3 separate regions of the Mus musculus genome follow, and regions 2 and 3 are each linked to region 1. Evidence: chromatin contacts called from public HiChIP or PLAC-seq data. All regions are on one chromosome and are shown on one strand. The core of a region is the stretch at or near the end of the contact, and the rest is flanking DNA. Distances in the headings are between cores, read along the strand shown. Region 1 holds the start of Plxdc1 (plexin domain containing 1). Region 2 overlaps Pip4k2b (phosphatidylinositol-5-phosphate 4-kinase, type II, beta). Region 3 holds the start of Pgap3 (post-GPI attachment to proteins 3).

The links. HiChIP or PLAC-seq counts read pairs in DNA pulled down with a chosen protein or histone mark.
Region 2: a contact with region 1 is called in an H3K27ac HiChIP or PLAC-seq map of the HPC-7 cell line, with 7 times the contacts expected there. The contact joins the enhancer-like site here to the promoter of Plxdc1 in region 1. A contact is called at or near these places in 2 of 39 promoter capture datasets (embryonic stem cells and stem cell-derived epiblast-like cells), 1 of 15 datasets of contacts at CTCF or cohesin (embryonic stem cells), 5 of 484 Hi-C or Micro-C datasets (adipose-derived mesenchymal stem cells, embryonic stem cells, myeloid progenitors and 1 more), 16 of 115 datasets of contacts at active chromatin or transcription factors (the HPC-7 cell line, bone marrow-derived dendritic cells, craniofacial prominence and 8 more) and 2 of 9 other capture datasets (embryonic stem cells and pancreatic islet).
Region 3: a contact with region 1 is called in an SMC1A HiChIP or PLAC-seq map of large pre-B cells, with 6 times the contacts expected there. The contact joins the promoter of Pgap3 here to the promoter of Plxdc1 in region 1. A contact is called at or near these places in 1 of 15 datasets of contacts at CTCF or cohesin (large pre-B cells) and 1 of 115 datasets of contacts at active chromatin or transcription factors (microglia).

Annotation. Positions count from the first base shown.
Region 1 is chr11:97,985,105-97,989,097 of GRCm38.p6, forward strand. Plxdc1 (plexin domain containing 1) reads right to left here and starts at 1,342. Exons shown (of 14, transcript NM_028199.3): 1 at 1,134-1,342. The coding sequence starts at 1,212. n-TCgca55 (a tRNA gene) reads right to left here and starts at 3,213; the gene lies at 3,142-3,213. It overlaps n-TCgca54 (a tRNA gene), which reads right to left and starts at 3,890; the gene lies at 3,819-3,890.
Region 2 is chr11:97,726,652-97,730,751 of GRCm38.p6, forward strand. It overlaps Pip4k2b (phosphatidylinositol-5-phosphate 4-kinase, type II, beta), which reads right to left. Exons shown (of 10, transcript NM_054051.1): 3 at 2,903-2,999; 4 at 54-206. Among named protein-coding and RNA genes, the nearest start is that of Pip4k2b, 16 kb to the right of the region's middle. Within about 2 kb of position 1,805, at least 128 of the 459 cell types and tissues checked have an H3K27ac peak or open chromatin away from gene starts, as enhancers often do. A contact at or near this core is called in the HPC-7 cell line, myeloid progenitors, pancreatic cancer cells and 2 more, where this site is marked.
Region 3 is chr11:98,398,684-98,402,613 of GRCm38.p6, forward strand. It overlaps Pgap3 (post-GPI attachment to proteins 3), which reads right to left and starts at 1,807. Exons shown (of 8, transcript NM_001033537.2): 1 at 1,532-1,807; 2 at 202-299. The coding sequence starts at 1,712.

The DNA of each region.
Region 1 (3,993 bases), core at 92-2,591:
TGTCCGAGAAGTAAAGAATATCTTAAGGGGGAAAAATAATCTTTCATAACTCCACCTTCAAGAGCCAAAGATTTAGTCAAGAACCTCTTTTTATACATCAAAAACTGAGCCCAGAGAAAGTAACTTGGGTAAGTAACTCGCCCAAGGTCACACAGCAAGTGAGACAACAGAACTAAAAGCTAAGTGCTCAGCTACCTTCTGTGGGAGCCACCATGGACACCGATGGGTCCACACTAGTCTCTGGACATGTGACTTCTCTGTCCTCTACCCCCGCAGTCACCACCAGCATCCTCCACTCATACCATCTCATCCCAACCCAGATTCATTTGGACTACCTACCTACCGTGACCATCAAAGTCAAGAACACAGTTAGGCACTATGCTGACACAACAGCAAGTGGGACACTCACTTCCCTTTTAAGGAGCTTGTGAAATCACCCTTATTCCCAGCCCCCACCTCCCCGAGAAAGCCTGGGTGCAGAAACTAAACCATATATATTTTTAAAAACGGCCTTTCTTGATAACGTGAGGGATTCAAAGTAGATCCCTGAAAGGACCTCAAGAGGAAGAAATGGCTTGAGAAACTGGTCTAGAGGAAAGAGGAGTGTGCAGAATGGAAGCTCCTCCTCCACCCTCACCCCCTTACCTCCATGCTCAGCCTGTGCAACTGAGAACCGAGCAGAACCTAGCAGGGGGGAGAAGGGAACCCTTGACCCTGGGAGATCGGGGAGCAGCTGGCTGCTTTTTCCTGGGGTCCCTGCCTCTCCACCAGTACGCAATAGGTAGGGGAAGCAAGTTAGACGGCCAGGCTGGTGCCAGGATGTCTCCCATCCTCCGGCGACTCCCACGCAGTCACAAGCCCAACTGGGACCCCACCTAGAGCAGCTGAGAGAGGCAGCAGGGAAGAGCATGGAAAAGAAAAGCAAACGCCTCTCTGAAATGATCGCCGGTCCCTGTGACTATTCTGGAGACCCCGGCCTGGGTCCCTCCACGTCCTTCCGACAGCAGTAGGAGGTGCGCACCCTCTGTGCGCACACAGAGAAAGTAGGGTCCTTGTCCCCTATCCCTGGCGTCCTGAGGACAGGACCCAGGTCCCGCTGGCGGGTCTGCACCTGCCCTGGCCGCGCGTCCTACCTGCGGGTGTTGCGGGACTGAGCGCGCGCGCGGCCCCGCGGAGTAGCAGCAACTGCAGCAACCAGAGCTGAGCTCGCATGGTGGGCGCGGACGACCTCCGGGTCTGCGCGGCGGCGGCGGCGGCTGCAGAGGGAGCAGCCCCGGGCTGGGCGAGCGGGGAGCGGGAGCGGAGCGGGCAGGGCGAGCGAAGCACGGCGCTGCGGCCTTGGGGAGCGCGGGCGGGAGAACCCAGAGGGCGGGGCGCAACGCTGGGGTCCCCGCCTCCCGGAGCTCCGCGCCGCACCCCACGGGACCCGGGACCGCGCCGGGACATCTCTGGTTACCGAGAGAACCCCGCTGCCCCAGAAACCTAAGTAAAAGGCCGAGGTGAAGGGCCCCAGGAAGCGCCCCTACTTGGGCCGTTGGCTCCCACCACCCATCCCAAGAGCATGCGACTTTCTGAGCTAGTCCTTGTACTTCTGTGGCTTCCTGGTGTTCTACATAAGTGCACACACAGACACGCACCAGGAATCTCCCGCAGTCGAACCGCGCCCCCCCCCCCCGCCCCCCAGCTTCTACCCCAGAAGAGGCACGAATTGCGTCTCCCCAGTTGACTGCTTCACAGCCCATCTCCAGCACCGACCCCACCCCATTCCATCCCACACCCACACCCCCCTCCCGTCCAGCAGACATGTAGGTGCTCGAGACTGGCACATTCCCACTTTGAAACAGCTCGGTGCCCCTTCCACAGAAAGGCCAGATCAGTCCAAGATAGACCCAGAGCCAGAAGTGGCGCCCACTGCCACCACACTTTACCGGACTCTGGGAATAGGGCACTTCCCCCCCACCCCACCCCCTTCAAGTATGGAATAAAAATACCCGCAATTTAGGAGATTTAATAGACGGCATGGAATCAGGTCAAGGCACGAAGGTGCCTGTGACCTACTTCATGGGAAGGAGAAGAACTGGGGCCTAGAGAGTGGAGAGGACTGAGGGGCCCCTGGCTTCCTCTGTGTAGGGGACCTGGAGAGTGCGGAAAGAAAGGGTGCAGAGACTGCTTCCTGGGACTTATCCCCAGAAGAAGGCTGCAGCTGGGGACAGAAGTAGAGTGTGGGCTTAAGTAGGTGAGTGGCCTGGCACTGAGGTCAAAAGAAGGACCAAGAAAGGAAATGAATCCCAGTGTCACTCTCCTCTGGGTCCAAAAACCTAGAGGTGGTCTCCCCAAGACCTCAATATAATATTATGTAATACTATGAGCCAAGGCAAGCCCCGCAACCAAAGGGACTTTTGTTAGTTTTCCAGGTAAGGACTAACGCCGTCGACCAGGTTGGTTTCGAACTCACGATCACTCTTCAGTTTATTGAAGGGATTACAGAGGTGAGCCCACCAAACCTAGCCAGCCATTGACTTTCTAATTCCTTGCCTGAATTCTCCCAGGACAGCCTCTGGGGTATCGAAGAAACCGTCCCTTCCAGATGTGGCCTCCTACCGCCACCCAGTGGACCCGTGATGAGCCACGGGGCTGCCGTTTAGCTGATCTCTTGAAGAGTTAAGAGACTGCCCGCGCAGGCGCCGCGAAGGGCCTCTATAGTGTTCCAAGATGGACCTCCAGCCTCAATTCTGGTGTCGTCGTGCGCGGTCAGTCTCGGTGCCCGTTCTCCATAAAGTCTTGTATTGGGGCTCAGGCAAAAGCAACAACTTGGAAATATTAGAAGCAAATGGCGTGGACAAGTTTCTAACCGTAAGCCTCTAGAACTTGAGCATGCACGGGAAGTACTTCTCAGAACGCATATTTCTAGCCCCACCCAGGGATAGTTCACTGGGTCAGAGAGGAGGCCAAGAATCTTCATGTCTAGCACGAGCCCAAGTCCCGTGGTGCTAGTCACATTCGGAGAGCCACTGCCCTGAAAATTCCCAGTTCCTTACCACCGTCCCCGCTCCCTGACTGTTTGGGAGTTGGCGATGGAAATATTGCCATAAAAATATGCGGGACGTAATAAGGTCTTCCAAAGAAAAGAGTGAGCCTGCTAGGGGGCACCCGGATTTGAACCGGGGACCTCTTGATCTGCAGTCAAATGCTCTACCACTGAGCTATACCCCCTCTGCCGGTAGCTTTGCGTCAGTTACTACTTGGTGCTAGTCTAGCGCAGGCGCACTAAAGCGTCTTTAAAAGGGAAGACTGATTCGAAGTTATCAAGAAACACGAGGACCTGACCTACCAGATTACTAGCTTCAAAACAAAAGCTGTTTCCTGATGATCTGAGATTCCTTCCAAAGGCAGAAAAATACGTCCTCCAGAAGATAGAGGCGACGCCAGCGCTCCTCTGGGCGGATCCCACTCTTCAATTCCGCCGCGGCTTCTCTCTCCCTTCTACACACTCACGCTTACTTGTCCCTACCTTCTGCTTCCAACCTAACCCCAACCCTAGACACTCAGATCTTCCTAAGAGACAGGAGTGGAAATCGCCCGCACCTGAATACACCAACCGGCACGGCGCGCCCCGCGGGTCTCGCGCTGCTGCCTAGGGGAGTCATAGACACTAGGCTCGCGTCACATTTCGGCCAGGGACAAACACTTAACTGCAACCCCAGTAGGACAGCATAAGCCAGCAAAATAGAGTGGTTTGGAGGAGTTCCCGTATCTCCTCCACTCTAAAGACTCAAGCTAGATGAGCTAGCAAAAGGGACACACGGTAAGTAGCCGTGAGGGGGCACCCGGATTTGAACCGGGGACCTCTTGATCTGCAGTCAAATGCTCTACCACTGAGCTATACCCCCAGTGTACTGAACTTGCTTCACCAGAATGCATTTCATTGTAATAGATTTCTATAAAGCAGCCGCACGGTAGTATTCACTGTATTTCATTTTTGTTGTTGTTATA
Region 2 (4,100 bases), core at 555-3,054, 260 kb before region 1:
TGACTCCTCATAGCTGCAGGCATTACACAGCCCGGGCGTGGGCCTCCCCATACCTGGTGGTATTTCTTTAGGATGTTGTGCATCTCGGCCACATCCTCACTTGACACAGTCTTGATGACGAAACGCCGGTCATAGGTGGTGAGGAAGCGAGTGCCACACCTGCCCTGGCTGTCACTGTTGATAGGTGCACTGCGTGTCACTGAATTCTGAGGGGTCCAAACAGAAGCAATTGATTTTGATGAGAAACACAGTTTGTTTGTTTGTTTGTTTGTTTGTTTGTTTGTTTGTTTCCCTTCTCTTTCCCACAGTGCTAAGAGGTGAACTCAGGGCTTTGTGCATGCTGGAGAAGCACCCCCCTGCTGAGCTACCTCTCCATCCCTAAGATCCTGGCTTCAACTCAGAACTTCTACAGACAGACAAACACCGAGGCAGAGGTGCCCAGGGTGGACGTCTCCTAGCCCCTTTTTTCTTAGGGTGTTCATATCCCTGGCTGCAGTGCTTCTCCAGATAACCAGAGCTGCTCCGACCTTTGACCTCAGACGAGGCTCTGTGTTTGATGTGTGACACGTCTGTTCTCACCCCCAGAGCTGCTCTCGAAACTAGAACCGCCTCAGTGTGAGGTGACCGAGTTCTCATCTTGACCCTCACAAGCAATATGGCCTCAAGCGAGCTGCTTAAAGTTTCGACACTCGGGACACAGGGAGACAGACCAAGGGGACCACTGAGTCTCTTGGGTAACAGAACTTAGGAAAGATTCAAAAGGCCCAGCTCAGGGAGCCACGGGCATGGATGCCTCTTTCCTAGGTATTGATCCCATCACTTGAAAGGATGATGTCATCTCTCTTGCCAGTGCCTCCCTTGGGTGGGCCTGCCTCATCTGTGCATGTCGGAAGGCAATGAGAGGGGCCTGTGCTTCCGTCTCTCGTCCTCTGTCCCCCGCTATGCTCAGAGAAGCCCAGAGAGGGTGAGACATGTATATAGACAAGGGCATGTGGACTTCAGGAGGTAAGATGCAGGGGTGATCCTGCTGCCCAGGTTACTAAAATCACACCCGCTGGGACCTGTTCCCAGGGAGGTTCTTTGCCCAACCTTCCCCAATCTCATGAAGTCCTTCTTGGTCACTTAATACAACCTCACAAAACCTTCTGGAGGGGCCGGAGAGATGGCTTAGTGGTTTGAAACATCTATTCCCAGCACATAACAGTAACTCCTACTCCAGGGGAATCCGATAGCTCTGAGTGCCATGGCACTGGCTCACACATACCACACACAGACACACCCGTAATTAAAAATAAAATGACTTAAATATAAAGGCCAGGTTTGATGACACACATCTTGAATCTCAGTACTCAGGAGATAGAGACATGTGGATCTCTGTGAATTCAAGGTTAGCCTGGTCTACATAGCAGGTGCCTGGTTAGTCAGAGCTCCATGATAAACTCAAAAGACAAATGAGCAACAGCAACAACAACAACAATAACAACAACAACCCCATGGGGAACCAGCACTCTCTTCCCAGGGGCAGCAATACCAAGAGGTCGGGAGTGCTGGCATTCAGTAGTAAGGGTGCTAAATTAAAGAAGCCTGTCCTATAAGTCCCCAGCCCAAAAAAGGTGAGTAGGCTGTGTCAACCAGGTGTCCTCTCTCCCTGCCTGGCCCTGTAACAGTAAGCCAGGTGAGGATTGATACACAGCCCTGCCGCCTGCCTTGTGTGCAGCATCTGGGACTCCCGAGCACTTTGAACACATGAGCTAAGCGTCCCCTCCCTGAACAGCAGCCTTGTTGCCCTCATTTCAGCCTTGAGCACGTCATGTGCCCAAAAGGCTATTAGAGGCAGGATGCAGACACGGAGAGGATGTGGTGAGACAGCCCAGGGACAGGGGACAAACCACAGGGGAAGGAACAGAGCCAAGCCACTTGGGGTGGCAGAAATGGCAAGACATTTTCAGAAAAGCAGACTCCATTCAGGTTATGACTGGGTTCAGGGTTTGCTCTCAGCAGAGGAGCTGGAGGCGACCTCAGGACTTCTCAGCCATGGACCTTTCCTCCGGCTTAGGTCCGTCGCAAGCCTGGCGTGTGCTCTCCCCTCCTTCCTCAGGACACTAATAGCTGCCTGTGTGGCCTCCTGAGTGGGGGGAGGGGAAGGGAAGGCTCTCATCTCCAGACCCTGTGAATTCTAGCAGGTTCACAACAGAGCTTTCTGGGGTTTAGGCACTTGTTTTTGATCCCGCTGTGGTATCAGCACAGGTGACTGAAAAAGTCACTGCTTAAGGGCAAAGGAAATCTCCACCTTCACTAGCAGGCTGTGTGCCAGGAAAAGAAGGGGCTCTAAGCGCAAGGTAGAGCCGGTGCAGAGCCATGGCTGCTGAGTCAGACTCTGCTGCCCTGACTGACATTCCCCATAGGCCAGTGGCTTCTAGGACAGGATCATGCTCTGAAGGCAGCAGTCGCCCGTCCCCGGCCCACCACCGGGAAGACAGGGGGCACGCTCAGGAGTGGTGCTCTAACTTGGCAGTAGGATGATGTAGGTTGCTACCCCTGATGCCTTTCTTTGCTAATCTGTCTTACCTGCTTTTAACAGGCCTCCTTGCATGCACGCTCTATCTCAGTCAAACTACCAAGGAAGGGTTCTTCAGCCTAGACTGGGCGTGTCAGACTGACAAAAAGCTGCTCCCACACAGCAATCTCCCGCTGCTCCCCCCTCCCACCCCCCCAAAGCAGGAGCATCCTCTAAGGCTCCTACAGGCTTACCAGTCCTGGTCTGCTGGCACTAGGCGTGAGCTTGGACAGGGAGATGCAGTAGCCCAGGGACAGCTGACACTCTGACCCCTGCCCATCTTGTGGCTTCCTGACCCCCACATCTCTGAATCCCCCTGCTGTGCCAAGACAGCTCCGTACCTACCTGGTAGTCCTGGTCATCGATGCCGAACCTCTCCCTGAGGTTTCGGAACACCATGGGGCAGTACTCCTTGAACTTGAAGCGGCTGGGGAGGTTTTCCCTGGAGGAAGCAGACACAGGCTTTGTGAACCACCCTAACTCAGCCTGAGCAACACCAGAGCCTTCAAAGCGTGGCCTGGAGAAATTCTGGAAGTGAGTCTCAAAATCTGCATTTTATTTTCTTCCTTCCTTCCTTTCTTTCTGTTTGCTTGTTTTTTGTTTTTGTTTTTGTTTTGAGGTCTCACTCTGTAGACCAGGCTGGCCTTGAACTCACCCTCCGCCCACCTCTGCCTCCAGAATGCTGGCGTTAAAAGAATGTACCAGGCTGGAAAGATGGCTCAGCTGTTAAGAGCACTGACTGCTCTTCCAGAGGTTCTGAGTTCAATTCCCAGCAACTACATGGTGGCTCACAACCATCTGTAATGGGATCCAATCCCATCTTCTGGGTTGTCTGAAGACAGTGACAGTGTACCCACATACATGAAATAAATAAATCTTAAAGAAAGAAAGAAAGAAAGAAAGAAAGAAAGAAAGAAAGAAAGAAAGAAAGAAAGAAAGAAAGAAAGAGAGAGAGAGAGAAAGAAAGAAAGGAAGGAAGAAAGAAAGGAAGAAAGAAAGAAGGAAAGAAAGGAAAGAAAAGAGAAAAGAAGAGAAAGAGAATGTACCACTACATCTGGCAAAATCTGCATTTTCAACAAACACTGTAGGTGATTCTAGGCAGGTAGAACTTTACCCTCATCTCTGTAAGAATCGTCTAAGTGTACACTTGTAATTCATATGTCTTTGTTTGTTTGTTTGTTTGTTTGCTGTCCTTAGAACTTACAAAGAAAAGTGTATCTCCCGGGAGGTGAGACCCAGCATCTGCTGGATCTATAGTGTCTAGAAAGATCTTTCTCACAGAAAGGCCATTCTTCTCTGGGATACTGCCATGCAAATATCCTGAGGAGAGTTATGTCCAAGGAGCCCTGCCTGGATGTCCAAAGATAAAGGTGCCTTGACGCAAGTGTTCACATGTAATGCCGGCAGCACTCAGGGGGCTAAGGTAGGAGTGCTGAGAGTTCAAGGCCAACCTGAACTTCCTACTAAGTAATAAAACATCCTGGGGCTTGTACTGAAGCGGTCTTAAGTCAGCTGACTAGGAATGGGAGTTTTTTAGTTTGTT
Region 3 (3,930 bases), core at 557-3,056, 410 kb after region 1:
ATTGGCTTGGGACACAGACCTTATTCCTCCAAATTCAGAAGCAGGACACACTGGCACCCTTGGAAAAGGAAGAGATGCTGAGCGCAAGTACCTGTCCTATCTCTCCGCACCCTGTGACACTGCATCTCAGGCTGCTGGGATGGCATGGACCAGCTCGGGGCTGAAGGGCCACCATGTACCATCCCTGAGCCCCCGACTCACCTTGCCATGGAACTGAGGCACTCTGTGGCCCTCCTGAAGGTAGAGGCCAACAGTGAACCACATACACTCATACTTGCAGTCGTCCCGACAGGTCCAGCCTGAAACAGACAAACAGGACTACAGCTGTGTGAGGACTTAGGGAGGCATAAGCCTCCAGGCACGAATGGAGACCAAGAGGACCTGAAGGCTGGACAGAATCAGCGGAAATCTCAGAATCTTACTTCCCAGTTGGACAGAGAAGAGAGGGTGGGTGTGCGCTCGAGCACGCACGCACACACACACACACACACACACACACACACACACACACAGCGGGGGGGGGGGGAGAATATATTATATCAGTGGGAGCAAAGAGAATAGTTTCTTCTCCCTTGATCTAAGCTCTTAGGATCTGGCAGGCCCCTCTTGGAGACCTAGGTTCATACTTGTCCATCCTGAACCCAGGGAGGGATCTTTGGTGCCCTCCTATGTCCTGTGAAAATCGAGCTCAGACCTTTCATCAGACTCCTCAGGTTCCCCGGTACCTTTGTTTCCTTATTGCCCCTAATCTTCCTGCTCCCTGATCTCTGGGTAAACCAAGATGCTTCATGTACCCAAATCCTCCTAGGACCTCCAAGCTCTCTGTTGCCTCTGTCTGGAATGGAAACCGGATAATAATGTGGAGGAGCTGTTGGTCAAACAGGTCAGATCTGGGAATTCTGCTCTGCCACTTTACAGACGGTGTGACCTTGGGCAAGGTACTTAGTCTCTCTGAGTGTTCTCATCTTTAAAGCGGATTAGGGAAAGTATCTGACGGGGTTGTGGTGAAAGCCAGCTGACCTGCTGTGACACCCGTCCAACGTGGGTGCTCAATATGTTGGTTGACATCAATTCCATCCTGTTTAAATTGTTCTGTGGTTGAACACCCTGCCTCCACCCACTGAAGCTGACTCCGTCCCTTTCACTTCCAAATGCGTATAGTGCTTAACCTATGGGCCCATTAGGTCTCAAACTATTCTGTCTTGGAGAAGGCTAATGTTCACCTGCCTGGGGATTATAAGCCCAGAAGGGCAGGCTCCTGGTCTGCTTCCTGGGTTACTTCAGGTCTTCTTTGTATTTAAAAAGTAGTGGTTTGAATAAATAACATGAAACCTCTGGAAAGGTGGGGTAGGCTGATGCAATAGCCCCCCCCCCACCTTCCCACCCCTCCACACACACTCAGGAGGCTCCTGACATTAACACTCTTGAGAGAACGCTGAGGGAAACTGAGGTTCTAAGTTGCAGAACAGCAGGGCACAGTAGGCGGAGCCAAGACGAACAGGCGGGGCTTTCACGGGTGGGCGGGGCTTACCAGCTAGGCTCATGTAGATTGGCTGGCGGGAGCGGAAGTGCTTCAGTGCGTCTCCCGAACAGTTCCGTTCCTCGCATCGGAGCACGCAGTCGCGGTACACGGGCTCGCGGTCGCCCTGGGAACCCCCCGCGAGTCCCACTGCCAAGGTTAGCAGCAGCAGCGGCGCCGTCCGCTTGGCCATTCTGTCACTGTGCCCGGCCGCTGAGGGAGGAGCTTGGGAGAAGACGAAGTCCCACTTCCGTAACAACCGGAAGTACCTGTGTTCATCGTTGCATCCTCCGCTGACGCCCGCCCACTTTAAATAAAAGTTCCCGGATTTCAGTGGGCGGGTACCCCACCTCTATACTGCTGTCTCCTCTTTTCATATACAGCACCTAAGGAGAAGGGGCGATTTGCGCCCAGGAGCAAATTAAGTGTACTTTCTCCCTTCTATTTTACACGGTCTTTGTTTCAAGCAGACGCCTTTCTGTCACCCACTCTCTTAGATTCCAGTTTCCAAATGTTCTGGGTACCCCACTTATCCCCATTTCTTATGTCAGCATCTTGATTAAAGACGCTGCCATTAAAAGAGCTGAAGAACTTCTTAACAGGTGTCTTTGTCTCTACTTTGGTCCCCTCCAGTAGGCATTTCTCTCCTATTTAGCTTTGTGTTACTGTGATAAAGACCAACTTGGGGTTTGCTTTATGTCACCCCATCACAAGCCATCATGGAGGGAAGCCAGGGCAGGAACCTGGAGGTAAGAGCGGAAACAGAGGCCTCGAAGGAGTGCTGCCTACTGGCTTAGTCACTTAACAACACCCAGGACCACTTGCCCAGGGTTGGCACCTCCCACAGTGGTATGGACCCTCCCATGTCAATTATTAATCAAGAGAGTGTCCTCTGTAGACTTGCTGACAGGCCAGTCTGAAGGAAGCATTTATTTTCTTAATTGAGGTACCCTTTTCCCAGATGACCCTAGCCAGTGTCAAGCAGACACAAACACAAAAACGAACAACAACAAAACCCAAAACTAACCACGGCTCCACTTTCTAAAATTCAAGGTTGACCAATCTCTTTCTTACAATTCCTTACTAACTCCTCAACTCAGCCTGGCCTGGCCTGCTGGTCTTCACTCTGTTGCTCCAGATGCACTTTAAAGGTCCATGTCTCCAGAGTCTCTTGTCCTTGTGTGCTTTGGCCCTCTTGCTCCTGCTTGTTTTCCTGTTACCAATTAAAGGCTGTGTTTTAAGGATGATTGTTAGCACTGGATGGATACTATGTAGTGGCTTGTCTTTCCCCGATGGGATGGAGTCCTTTCTTGTCCTGCTCACCTCTGGCACTAAAGTAGAACTTTGCTTTCCATGGGAGACACTTTGAGATCCTTCTTCCTTCCTTCCTTCCTTCCTTCCTTCCTTCCTTCCTTCCTTCCTTCCTCCCTCCCTCCCTCCCTCCCTCTCTCTCTCTCTCTCTCTCTCTCTCTCTCTCTCTCTTTCTTTCCTTCTTTAAGTAAATGAACAACTTAAAACTGTCTGGGTGGGCTAGCCACCTGTGAGTGAAGGCTCTTCACTGAACTCGATTCCCAGAACTCAATAAAGGTGGGAAAAGAGAATCCTCTCCACAGAGTTGTCCTCTGACATCAAGTGTGCTGCAGCACACACACACACACACACACACACACACACACACACTCACACACACTGCACTCTCAGGGGCTGGGGAGGTGGCTTATCAGTGAAGAATGAATGTTGTTCCTGCAGAGGACTAGAGCTCAGTTCCTAGCATCCACAGAGGCAGCTCAGGGTCATTTGCAAATCCAGCTCCAGGGGATGGAAGAACTTTTTCCTGTCTTTTCAGGCATTGCATGTAGACACATATACCTTGATCGAGACACTTGCTTCAGTCACCCCCATCTCTGTGCCCAACCACCAGCACCCAAATCTTTCTGTAGCTTTGATGTCATGTAACTAAATCCTGCCTCCCTCCCCTCCTCCCCGCCCCCCCCCCCATTGTTTTTGTTCATGGTAATTCTCTCTTTACATCCTGGAGAGGGAATTAGGGTTGTGGGGTAGGATTTAAGGATTACTAAATCGAAGGTGGATGAGCAAGAAGTACTATGGAATTACCTTCATTTAACCAGCGAAGAGCTCAAGGGTATATCATTCACCCTGAATCTTCTGTGAATGACACTTCTTCCAGCTAAATATAACGTAAGTACTGTCTTTGAAGTGGACCATCCAGTTGATAGGGATGAGGAAATTACTGGTTTTTGTGGAGATAAGGTCTTAATGTATAGCCCAGAGTGGTCTCCAAATTAGAATCGTCCTGCCTCTGCCTCCTAAATGCGGGAGTATAGGCATTGGCCACCTCAGTTCACTCTGGGAAATTGAAATGAGAAAGCAAGCCAGGTGGGGTCACACAC